Regions from separate parts of the Macaca mulatta genome. Here region 1 is linked to region 2. The links are chromatin contacts, called in public Hi-C maps. All regions are on one chromosome and are shown on one strand. The core of a region is the stretch at or near the end of the contact, and the rest is flanking DNA. Distances in the headings are between cores, read along the strand shown.

Evidence for each region. A called contact is a pair of places that touch in the nucleus more often than the background predicts.
Region 1: a contact with region 2 is called in a Hi-C map of fetal cortex germinal zone, with 7 times the contacts expected there. The contact joins the enhancer-like site here to the promoter of ISLR2 in region 2. A contact is called at or near these places in 11 of 14 Hi-C or Micro-C datasets (CD4 T cells, blood, cortical neurons and 7 more).

Annotation. Positions count from the first base shown.
Region 1 is chr7:52,226,068-52,232,033 of T2T-MMU8v2.0, forward strand. All of the region lies in intron 11 of CCDC33 (coiled-coil domain containing 33), which reads left to right. Among named protein-coding and RNA genes, the nearest start is that of CYP11A1, 75 kb to the right of the region's middle. Within about 2 kb of position 2,369, at least 6 of the 40 cell types and tissues checked have an H3K27ac peak or open chromatin away from gene starts, as enhancers often do. A contact at or near this core is called in fetal cortex germinal zone and fetal cortical plate, where this site is marked.
Region 2 is chr7:52,036,008-52,042,641 of T2T-MMU8v2.0, forward strand. It overlaps ISLR2 (immunoglobulin superfamily containing leucine rich repeat 2), which reads left to right and starts at 4,588. Exons shown (of 6, transcript XM_077939802.1): 1 at 4,588-4,798; 2 at 5,846-5,996; 3 at 6,433-6,612. It overlaps LOC144329986 (a long non-coding RNA gene), which reads right to left and starts at 5,696. Exons shown (of 2, transcript XR_013395762.1): 1 at 5,456-5,696; 2 at 2,362-5,108.

The sequences.
Region 1 (5,966 bases), core at 1,119-3,618, 190 kb after region 2:
GGTGGCTCACGCCTGTAATCCCAGCACTTTGGAAGGCCGAGGCGGGCAGATCACGAGGTCAAGAGATTGAGACCATCCTGGCCAACATGGTGAAACCCGGTCTCTACTAAAAATACAAAAATTAGCTGAGCATGGTGGTGCATGCCTGTAGTCCCAGCTACTCGGGAGGCTGAAGCAGGAAAATAGCTTGAACCCAGGAGACAGAGGTTGCAGTGAGCCAAGATAGAGCCACTGCATTCTAGCCTGGGCAACAGAGGAGACTCCATCCCAAAAAAACAAAAAGAATCTGAATTTTGAGACTGACTCTGAGAGGCCTGAGGTGGTCAGGGGGCATCCTGAGAGACCCAGCGAGAAGGGTACCCACAGGCAGCGGGAGTGCTCCCCCCAGGAAGCCCCCTCCCTTCATTGCCACCTGCATCTGTGAAGTCTGGGCCCTGGATTTCCATTACCTGGGCAGTGGGCAAGGCTGAGTAGGCTGCAGAGAAGGTTCCCACGGGGGACTCTCAGGGATGGGGAGAGGGAAGCGTGAGAGGAACCATGGCCAAAAAAGGCCAGGTGACAGGCAGGGGAGGCGGGGGCTCTGAAAGGACCAACTGCCTTGAGGCTCAAGCCTCAAGAGGCAAAGCTGAACACAGGGATTACCAGGGTTCTGATGGCTGAAGCACTTTGTGAAGCTCTGGGGTGGCCTGGAGTCTGGCAGCAGAGAGGTGGTTTCCGCAGCACAGGGCTGGGGAGGAGGCTTGTGGCTTAGGCCGGAGGCAGGACTGTGATCTGCCTGGACAGAGCACACGGGGCCTGTAGCGTAGGCCCGGAGGCAGGGTGGGTGGTCTCACCCCACCTCCTGCTCCCCTGTGACACTGAGCTTCCATCACCCTAGTCCCTTCCCCAACCCACAGTCCCTCCCAAGTCTCAAGATGGTCTAGGTCTCCTTGGATCCCCCCAGAGCCCCAAATGTCCAGACAGGGCTCCTTCTCCCAGGCAGAGACAGGGCAGGTGCCCCCAGTATCTCTCTCCTCCACACCTCCACCCCAGTGTGTTCTCTCCTGGCCTGGGTGAGGACCACAAATGGGACACAGTGGGCACACACAGAAATAATGAGGGAGCAATGTGAAAATGAGAGCCTAGAATTCAGGCCTGGAGACCACAGTCATCTAAAGAGACGAGGCTCTAATAGCAGGATCTCAACCCCTCCAGCTGACGATGACCAGGAACTGCATGTTTGTTAAACATGCAGTTTAACAAAGTTGGAGTTATTGTGGATCATTGTACTAAGGGGGATGCAACCATGGGGAGTTGCGGGGCATCCCAGAAAGAGTGTGTGGGTAAGGACTTCACAGATTCAAGCTGGTGTTAGAGTATTTGGGGAAGGGTTTGAGGAAACAGGCTTTGCTCTGGGTTAGATGGTATCAGGAGGCTGGCTTAGAATCAGCATTCTAAGAGTGGGTAGGTGTCATAGGAGTTCTCATCTAGAAGGCAGGAATGATGGTACTAATAAAGAAGCAGCAGTCACTCATATTAACCAGGAAAGGGAGTTTGGTCATTTTTGGGGTTTGCACAGTGACTATGTTTTATCTGTGTTCACACACGTTACGGAGTGGTCAGAGCGTGGCCTGGTATGATGTTGCGAATGACATTCAGCAGCAGGACACCAGGGTCCAGCTGAGGCCGCCAGCTCCTGGCCACCAGGGGCCGCTTTTCTTTCTTGGTAGCTTCAGACAGCAACCGAGAAGAGATGGAAGGGACAGATGTTACTCACACAGCACATGCCAGGCACTGTGCTCAACGTTAGATGGACGTTGCTCACGTAATCTTTACTAAAGTCCTCTCCTCATTGTACAGATGAGGAAACTGAGGCTCAGAGAGGCAAGATGCTCATCAGAGTCCAGAATGACTGGCAAAACTAGAATGTAAACCCAGTTTATGTTCCCCTTGGTTCCAAAGTCCCTTTCACCCTCTTGCCCTTGCCTGAGGCTGAGCCTCTGCTCGCTCATCAGAGCTACGTGGTCCTGAATTGTGTCCCTCAGGCACCCCTGCTAGGCACATCTCCCTGCAGGGTTTCAGCCCATCCATGGCAGGCCAGCCGCAGTGTCAGCAGTCACCCCAGCCCAGGAGGGTCCCCGTGCCTAGAGGTGTGAAGGGTAATGAGGCCCCATAATTAAGGTTTCTGAAGACATGGCTGGGAGATTTATAGACAGGCTTTGTCAATAATTGTGCTACCGGCTGCAGATCCAGCGAGACATCGATAAGTGCTCGTTACAGCTTCTCCCTGCTCCCTGCTCCCTGCCCTGCCCCCGCACCACGCCTCCTGAGCCATCAGCCTGCTTGTTCACAGCGCCTATGTACACAGGCTTCGCTCAATTAATTTGCACTTGTTGGCGCCATCTGTTCTTTTCATGTGTCCTTATCAGGAGTGTGTGCGCCCTGCCTCCTGCTCAGATATGACAGTGCAACCCTCCTCATACATACAGGGGCTTCCTGGGCAGGCTCACATCTGCCCTCTCAGACTGGGCTCCTCAGGGTGGGACACTGTCTCCCCCCTCAGTCTAGGGCCCCTGAAGGCAAGGCCAAGTCTTCATCTTCCTTCATCTCCCCCTCAACACCCACAGCCTCTCTCTCTCTCTGCTGAGCCAAGCTTGGCCTGGGACCCTTGCAAACCCCTCTGAGTCTGACCCCACCTGGCAGGGCCTCAGCCCCCCAGAGGAAGCCCCCAGACCCCAAACCAAACCATGCCCTGGAAGGCTGGCTACCTCTGGGTGCTGGGAAGCAGGGCGTTGGATCTGGTCCCTGCTCTGGCTCCCATAGCCTGAGCTTTGGCAGGTTCCTGCTACGAGAACAGTGACACATTTCAGTCACAGGGGTGGGAAGGGGCTGAGAGGCTGAGAAGCCACTTGGAAGTCTCTGTTTCTCTTGAGCAGCATTGATCAAGGGTGGTACAGGAGCCAAGGCTTGTACAGCTCCTAGAGTGGGGTGTGTCATGGCCTGGTGGCTCCAGGATGCCAGGGCAGGTGGCCCAGTCAGATAACTGAGAAAAGGCAGCATCTCAAGGATGCCTTCCCTTGGCTCTCTCCCCATCCCAAGGTTTTGGGTCATTCTGTCTTCCAAAACGCATCTCAGTCCCTTCCAGTCCCAGCACAGATTTCTTTCTTTTCTTTTGTTTCTTCTTCTTTTTTTTTTTTTTTTTTTGAGATGGAGTGTCACTCTGTTGTCCGGGCTAGGGTATGGTGGTGTGATCTCGGCTCACTGCAACCCCTGCCTCCCCAGATTCAAGCAATTCTCCTGCCTCAGCCTCCTGAGTAACTGGGATTACAGGTGCCCGCCACCATGCCCAGCTAATTTTTATATTTTTAGTAGAGACGGGGTTTCGCCATATTGGCCAGGATGGTCTCAAACTCCTGTTTGAGTTTGAGATCAGGTGATTTGCCCAGCACAGATTTCTAACCCTGGAGGGCTATGAATGCTGAGCTGGCCCTGCCACAGAAGTGCTAGGCAACTTCTTACCCTCTCTGGGCTCTGGGTCCTGCATAGCCATTGAATTTGTTTAAAGGCAACCAGACCTTATTCTGGGAGGGTCTTTGGGAATTCACAAGCATGCTTGGTGCCAGCATTCAGGCCCAGCCCAGTCCACTTTGCCTGCCTATAACAGGCTCGACAGCTGGGCCTTAGACTTGCATCCAAGGTCCCATGACTGAACCCTGCAGCCGCTCCAGTCTCATCTCCTACCAGCCCCTCCTTGCCACATGTCCTGTCTGCACTCCCGCAACGTACCAGGCTGCTGCTCACCTCCACACCTGTGCCCCTGCTGTTCCCTGTGCTAAGACTGTGTCCCCTCCTTATGCCTGTATCACCTAACAAACTCCTACTCATCCTTCAAAACCCATCTCCCACTCTGACATGCCCTCCAATACACCCCTGCCTGCACCCCAGGGTGAGGAGGGGGCTGGCTGAGGGGCTCCCCAGCTACTGCATTTGCCATACTGATATATTATGCCACACTGCCTGCTGTCACATCAACTAGAATACAAGCTCCTTGGGACAGAGACCCCAAGCTTTGGTCACATCTGTGTCTCCAGTGCCCACCACAGGGCCTGGCCAAGTGGGCCTGCCAAAGAGTGTATCCTGAACTGGGAGGACCTCAGTCCTTGGCCTGGGTGGGGGAAAGGCAGTGCTCACTTCTCCCCTGGAGATGAAAGGAGACACTCTCTTGCCACTCTGGCTGCCCACTTATAGGGTCATGACGACCTCAAGGCAGACAATGGATTCAGTTACGGCAAAATGCAAACATACACTTTGGGGGTGGAGGGTACAGAGGAGGGAGCTTTAACCAAGCTCCCTGCCCACCCTTCCCCTGCCAGCCCCCTGGTCTGGACCCATCCCAGGGTCCCTCTGTGAACGTCACTGACATCATGACGAACCCTTTCCTTCAGACAGCTCCAAGCTGTGGTGGAGCACCTGGGGTGGGGATTTGGGGGTTGGGGAGGGGCACAGTTCCATGTGTATTTCAGGCCCAGCAGCATTCCTGCCAGGAGAGAGTTTTAGAAACGGAAATGGAGGGCTGTGTTCCCTCAGCACATGTCCTGCCTCCTGGAGCTGGCATCTCTGCCCTCACACGGCCCATGTGCAGGGGCACAGAACCCCAGCTGCCCACAAGCCCCCTCCGAGGCTGCAGCAGAGGCCCACATCCAGGCAGGGTCCAGAGAAGTCTGACAGCCTGTCAAAAGCAACAGCAAAAGCCATCTCAGCCCCAGGAGCCTCTCCTCCCCCACCCCCGTGTGTCTGATGCGGTGGTTTTATTGCAGGAAGTGAGGGCATTCAAGACAGCCTCAGAATGTACGAACCAGACCTGGAGCCGGCAGGGGTGGGGGGCGCAGAGCAGCCGTGGGACTCCAGGAGACAGGTGTGGGCTCAGTGGAGACGGTTGCAGGGGACCAGGGAGGCATCTGGACCTTCTGGCTAGGCCAGCTTCAAACTCGAGTTGAGGGGAGGCCTCTCCCACCAGCGGCTAAGCATGGCTGTCAACATCCTGCATGCCCCGCCCTGAGTTCAGCTGAGCCTCTGGCCCTGCAATAGGGAGATCCCAGCCCCGGCGAGTGATGAAGCATGAGCCCCGCCCTTGCGGACTCCAAGGCCAAGGCCAGTTGAGGACAGGAGAGCCAGCCCCAGGGTCCGGAGTGGTGGTGAAGACTCTGGAACCAGCTTACCCACTCCAGCAACTTCCCTAGCCTCCTTGTGCCTCACTCTCCTCCTCTGTGGAATGGGCATGAAGGTGGCTACTTCATCAGGTGACTGGTGGTGAAGTTAGACCGATCTATTTAAGGTAGTTAAAACAGTGCCCAGCCTGTGGTGAGCTCTTGTCACCTGCCTGATGCAGGCTCTAGAAATTGAGAAAGGAAGCCAAGAAGAGTGGGAAAGCCTTTTGTTAGGAGGTGGGCTTTGCAGAACAGATCTGCAGCAATGGGGGAAGGCGACCCCATCCTGTAGGTAGGAGAACTGCATGAGCAAAGGCACAGAGGCCGGATGCACTGAACCTGTTTGTTCCCCCAGAGGTTCTGAGGCCGCGGGAAGTGGCTGGTGCGGGAGTGGCTGGTCCGAGGGGAGCTGCGCTATTAAGTGTGGAGGGGGAGGGGGACAGGAGCAAGACCACAGGGCCCTTGACCGCCAAGCTGGGTGAAGGAAGTGTGAATAAAGCCCCAGTGCCACCAGGCATCTCTGTGCTGCCCTCCTCTCCCTCCCCAGCCCAGCCTGGCTTCTGCCCTGTTTCCGGGGACCCCCTGAAGGAGGACATCCCTTAGCCCCACAAAGAGCCCTGCCCTAGTCTCCACATAGTAATTGTCTTGTGTGTCTCACCCAGTGATAAGGGGTGAGTAAGGGACAGGGAGTGTGGGCTCTTTAGCACCCGTTTTATAGATGAAATGCCTGAGACCAGGCGGGAGCCCCTGGGGCCTCCCTGGCTTCAGGGGGCAGGCTCA
Region 2 (6,634 bases), core at 3,338-5,837:
AAGCTGGAGTGAGGTTTCAGGTTGTGGAGCTCCAAGCCCAGTGTGGTCTGCCCTGCTTTGCACTGCCCCACGTTTTTCCTAAGACCAAGGTAGAATTCTTCCTCCCGTTTTCCACCTCGACAGTAAAAGTGCCTCTCTTCTCTGCCATGGGACTGGGAGACATGTTCAGGATGTGAAGTCATACAGGGACATCTTTGAGTTCATAAACATCTCCTGTTCATAAATATCCGACTAAAGACTGAAGCTTCCACTGCTCCAAAAATAGCTTTGGATCCCAGCACAGGCATTTCCAAGAACAGATTTTTATCCTTTCAAGAATTCCGTGAAAGAGCCGGGTGAAATGTGTGCCTCTAGGCACAGCTACTTGGGAGGATGAGGCAGGAGGATCACTTGAGCCCAGGATTTGAGGCCAGCTGGACAACACAGTTTGATCCTCAACCCAAATAAAGAAAGAAAGAAATAGTAAATATAAAAATAATCAATCCAAGAATTCTGTGAAAGCAAGGAATCCTCTGGTTTGTATGCCTACCAGAGTTTCCTGAACCTGGTCACACACACTGCCCTGACCCTGTGATCTCAGACTGTGGATATAGATTGGTCTAAACTCCAGATAAGGAAGTATCTAGTATGGTCCATTATAATCCTGGTCATTCTCATTTCAATTCATTTTAATACAATATTAGGCTACTCTGAACATGTAATTCCCCAATCCTTCTATTTAAAAGGGACTTCTTGCTTGTAGTGAGCCTTGGGATTGACTGCTCCATAGCCATATCAGGGCTAGATGATTGTTCTGAACCAATCAATTTCAACCCCTTCACCAGTGACTGGTTCAGAGATAAATAGTCCTATGCCAATAGGTGTCAAGAGCCAAGGGATAGGCTGTGGCTTCAAAAAAGAGAAACCTGTCTTTCTAACCCACTAGTCTGTTAACATTACGTTTGTGACTGGGCACAGTGGCTTACACCTGTAATTTTCAGCACTTTGGGAGGCTGAGGTGGAAGGATCACTTGAGATCAAGAGTTTGAGACTAGCCTGGCCAACATGGCGAAACCCCGTCTCTACTAAAAATACAAAAACTAGCCAGGTGTGGTGGCATGCACCTGTAATCCAAGCGACTCGGGAGGCTGAGGCAGGAGAATAACTTGAACCCAGGAGGTGAAGGTGAGCCAAAATTGTGCCACCGCACTTCAGCCTGGGTAACAAGAGTAAGACTCCATCTGAAAAGAAAAAAAAAAAACAAAACACAATAGGTATGTTTCCTTGGTGGCTCCGGAAGCCCTCCAGTGACACCAAGGCACCAAGGGACCCAGTCCTTGGGCTGGAAGCCCTATTAAGGGTGGCAGAGGGGAGAGATGAAAGAACTTGTGACTGCTGATGTCATTGAGTCGCTGAATCAACAGCTGGGAAGCCAGCCTTTCTTCCTGCTTTGTGAGATGATATACTTAATACTTTCCATCCTTGGAGGTGGGTATCTTGTTATTTGCCGATGGAAATATTACACATCATCTCCAGCCCCCACTCCCCTGCCTCACCCAGCCCTACCTTTACCAGGGCAAGTCCTGCCACAGAGGAGCTGGCTGCCTCAGAACATCTCTTGTGGAAAACAGTCCTGCCTGAACTGGGGTGGGACTGCCAAGCATTTTGCACCCCGCCCCCCTTACTTGTTTTTTGGGGTTTTTATGGTTTTTTGTTTGTTTGTTTGTTTGAGACAGGGTCTCACTCTGTTGCCCAGACTGGAGTGCAGTGGTGTGATCATGGCTCATGGCTGCCTCAACCTCCTGGGCTCAAGCAATCCTCTGGTCTCAGTCTCCCTCCAGAGTAGCTGGGACCACAGGTGTGCGCCACCATGCCCAACTAATTAAAAAAAATGTAGAGATGAGGTCTCACTCTGTTGCCCAAGCTGGTCTTAAACTCCTGGGCTCAAATACTCCTCCTACCTTGGCATCCCAAAGTGCTGGGATTACAGGCATGAGCCATCTTGCTAGGCCAGGTTCCCCCTTGAATGTAGGAGTATTGCCTCTTCCAGGCAGGAGTTCCTCTTATTCAGTGAGACAAGCACAGACCCAGATAATTACATGAGCTGCCACTGGAAGAGCTGTTGTTAATTTGGATGGCAATAAAAGGCCTTGCCAGTACGTTAAGCTAATTTCATGAAAATGCTGGGAGGAGGGTCATGGGCTGGATCCCAGATTATTAATAATGTCGAGCTTCATTAGAACCATTCAGAAAATTCCTCTCAGTTGCCTCCAGCAAACTGCCACGGGTTGCTACTTTCCTCTGAAATCAACAGTCTTCTCATAGGCAAATGTGGATTTTTTTTCCCCCTAGAAAATAATTAAAAGTCACAAAGTCCAATAAACGCTTAAACAGAATATAGTTTTAATTAAAAACCTTTCAGCAAGTCTGCAGTTGCAGATCTCTCTTCGCAAACAGGCATGCTGGTGGCAGCCACAAGCCCAGTCTAAGTATCTGAAACTAGAAACCTTTACAAATCATAATAGTAAATTTGGTTGCTACATATACCCATGGTGTGTGTGTGTGTGCAAAGGGGGTGGTGGTGGTGAAGAGAGAGGTCTGGGGGCAGAGCCAAGGTCCTCCCCTATGGGGGAGGCAGGACACAAGCCTGTAGGGGTGTGTGCAGCAGAACATTTTATCAAACCTGTGTCCAACTCTGCAAGGCAATAATAATGGCTAATTCAGCTATTGTATTTAAAAAGTGGCCAAGTACTGAGCACTAAGTGCCAGGTACTAAGTGCTTTGCATACATTGATTCATTTAATCCTCAAGGTGACCCAAAAGCGTAGGTATTCTTTTGTTGTTGTTGTTGTTGTTGTTGTTGTTGTTGTTGTTTTTAAAGATAAGAGTCTCACTCTGTCACCCAGGCTGGAATGCAGTGGCACGATCTCGGCTCACTGCAATCTTTGCCTCCCAGGTTCAAGTGATTCTCCTGCCTCAGCCTCCTGAGTAGCTGGGATTACAGGCACGCACCACCACACCCGGCTAATTTTTGTGATTTTAGTAGAGACGGGGTTTCACCATGTTGGTCAGGCTGGTCTCAAACTCCTGACCTCGTGATCCGCCCGCCTTGGCCTCCCAAAGTGCTGGGATTACAGGCGTGAGCCACCACGCCTGGCCAGTACTCTTATTTATGCCTTTTTTTCTTGAGGCACAGAGAGGTTAAATAACTTGGCTAAGGACACACAGTCAGTACATAATGGAGTCTGATGCTAGAACCTGCCCTCCTGACGACTACATAGAGCCTGTACAAGGAAAGGCCGGAGGGGGAAGTATAAACTGGGCCTGGCTTCCCTGAGGAGTGATCTTTCGACTGGAAATTAGAAAAGGAAAGCAGCCTCTTGGAGGTGAGGGACTGGAGAGAACGTGTGTGTGTGTGCGCGCGCGCGCGCGCGCAGAAGCTGAAAGATGGAAAACAGTGAGTGTTCAGGGGCTTCTGGCTGGAGGGCAGCCGTGGGGAAGGTCTCCGCAGCCTTAACCGGCTGCTATGGTGGGGATGTTTGATGCCCATCTGGGCCCCGGCTTTCTTATTCTCAGAGGCCCTTCCCACATCTTTAGGCAAGTCCATTAAATCCTCTGCGTGCCACATTAAAATACAAGGGCATATATACAACTCTGAGTGCAGTTGCAACAGAATCGTTTACACAATATTGCATGTCCTAAACATTCAAACATCGATTTCTTCCAATTTTGCAGTTTCATTTTGCCCCTCTTAGCACCAATAGATTTTTTTTCAGATATCAGATATTTATTTTAATAGGCTCCTGAGAGAGTCATAAGACTCAGAGAGAAGGGAGAATGGGAGAGGTGTATAAGAAGCTTTCGTGCCAGGGACGACTATCGTTCAAGAATTAGGAGAGGCCCTGGGCACTGGAAACACTACGCAGAGCGAAGTAGGGACCGCACCTGTGTTGTGTAGGGGACAACAGAGGTTGCTGATACCTGGGACATAGACTGGGTGGGCACGGGAAGTAAAGCCTCGGGACTTTGGTTAAGCGCGCCCCACTGGAGTATCGCGCCGCAGGACTGCAGAGCCGCGGGCAGCGCTCGCCTTGGTGCAGGGTTCCAGCCACATCTTCCTCGCCCAGCCGGCACCCTCCGCCATTGATCCGCCTCTGCGCCCGGCAAGCGGTGTCCAGCAGGGGGCGCGCGCGGAGCAGGCTTGGGCCCCAGGAACAGCGCGCGGAGCAGGCTTGGGCCCCAGGAACAGCGCGCGGACGGAGTCGCTGCAGCAAGTCCCCAGATCCAATGGGTTTCAGTCTTCCCCACCATCCCGACGCTCCGGATTCACAACGTTGAAGTTAAGGGTCGATCCGCAAAAAGTGGCCGGGGGCTCCAGCTCTCCATTCCTGGGTCTATCTGGGGTCGGCCCCAGCCTGGTTAGAAGCCTTAGTCTGGATTCGGCAGATTCTGAATCTGGGACCCTCTGCGCTCCCGGCTTGGAACCTTGACACCCTCCCCTCCCCCACCCCTGCTTCCACACACCTGATTAGTTGACTGTTTCTTTAACGATCAAAGACGTGGGCGGCGGCGGGGTGAGGTCTTGGTTCCCTGCTACCCAGCCCTCCCGTAACTGTGTCTTTATTAACGTTATAAACATTAGACCGGCTTCTGAGCACCGGGCGGCGCCGGACGAGGTGCGCGCAGTCTTCTAGCTGAGCTCGGAGGCAGATCCAGAAGTCGCGGCTCCCACCCCAGGCCTCGGCGGACTCTGCCTGGGGCGACTCGGGCTCCAGCCCTGCCCGGGCGGGCACTGGGCTCTCCAGGCTCAAAGGCAGGGGTAAGGGGCGTCTTTCCCCCAGGGCAGCCTAGGGGACAAAAGCATTTGCTGTAGAGTGAGCTAGAGCCTCCGGGGACCGCGGGAGTCAGCTCCAGCGCAGAGGTAGTCACTGCGTCTTTAACCACCCAAGGTCTCCCTGCCGAACTCCTTGGCTTCTGCAACCCTGTCAAGACAGCAAGGAAAGGGGGTCTTCCCTGGTCCTCGGGCCCCGAGGTTTCCGGGTTGCTTATAGGACGGGTTCCTGCAGTCCGGGGAAGCTCCGGGCAAATAGCAAGCCCATTCTCCCTTCCACTACCCAGATTCTGCCTCCCTGCGGAAGGCAAAAAAGAAAGAAAGAAAACAGGTAAAAACCGGAGGAGGGCCCAAAGGCCTTGAGTCTCCCCGCCTGACGCCCCTCACTCAGTCGCGAAAAGTCCCCTGGACACGCCATCCGGGACCGGACTCAGCTCCAGCTGCTGGGCCCCTGCCTCCTAAGATCCTTCCCTGGCATAGGCTCCCAAGACCGCCCCCTCAGGGATCCCAAGACCGGACAACTGCCCAGGACGCAGCTCCCCGCCCCCACCCCCACCTTGTTCGGCAGACAAAGAAGGGTGTGCTGGTCCCGCTGTCTGCGTCCCTCCCCCGACCCCTCAAGGCCTAGAAACCTCAGGGACTCACTCCCAGGCTAGGGACCCAATCCTGGCTGCCCCACCACAGGGTCCCCGGCAGGGACGGGTCACAGTGCTCTCACCCCTCGACCTTTCTCGAAGACACCTTCCCTGAAAGGCGCCTTGCGCCCTCCCCATGGGTGGGCTGGGGGGATCGCAGGCCAGAGCAGGCTGTGTGAATTTCTGTGTTCTGAACTGGGGCTAAGCGAGATGCGATGGTCCCAGCCCGCTGGGCCGCCTGTAGCGACGGCAGCAGTAGGAGAGAGGGAGGGACGCTTGGAGCGTGAGCGCACCAGTCTGTTCATATTTAATTTACAAAGCAGCCTCGGAACCCCGGGCCGGGTGGTCTCTTTAGATGCTGCGCTCTTACCCTGTCTCTCTTCCCCACCCCCTCCCCTAGCTCATTAAGATGCTCAACACTCAAATCGGGGTATTGATCTCCACGGAAGCCCCAAACCCGCGCCATCGACCCACCACGAGAGACCCCCCATGGCCCGGGGTGATGGCTGTGGGACTTGGTGTGCCCGGAGAACTCAGTGGCTACAGAACGGGTGGGGATTCTGCGTGTCTCCTGGAGCCTGAACCCCTTTCCTGGTTCTGGCCAGTAGCTGTCTCCAGGGCTAACGTGGGCAGCGCACGGGGGGCGGAAACCGGGTTTTAGCCAAATGCCTCGACATCGCCGCGCCTCCGCCTCCTCGTCGCTGAAAGAAATGTCGGGGTTTCATCAGAGCTAAGGAGCGAGAGTCGGGAACAGCGAGTCTGCTGAAGCCGGCTGTTGTGTGAGGGTGTGAGACGGCGGGGCGGTGGGGGGCCACCGCAGCTTGGGGGATAGCGCGTGTGGGGTTGACCGAGTGTCTGCTTGAGAGGCTGGGAAGATATGGGGGGCAGGGATGGGAGAAATGCTTAGGCCTGAAGTCCCCAGCCCACCGTGCTCAAGAGTAGCGGACGTTTTGACACCATCCTTGTCTGTGCTACTGTCTGCTGCAGCTTCCGTGCCTCGTTCTCCTGGAGCAGGCAAGACCTGGAGTGAGGTGCTTGGGTGAGCTCGGGAGAGCTTCCCCCTGCTCCACCTGTCCCGCGGTGCGCTTAGGCCAACGAGCCGGGCAGTGGGCTTCAAGCGCTGGCTTAGCCACAAAAGACCAGATGTAAAGAGTTCCGGTTTAAGAGGTTGGGCAGGGATACGGTGGGC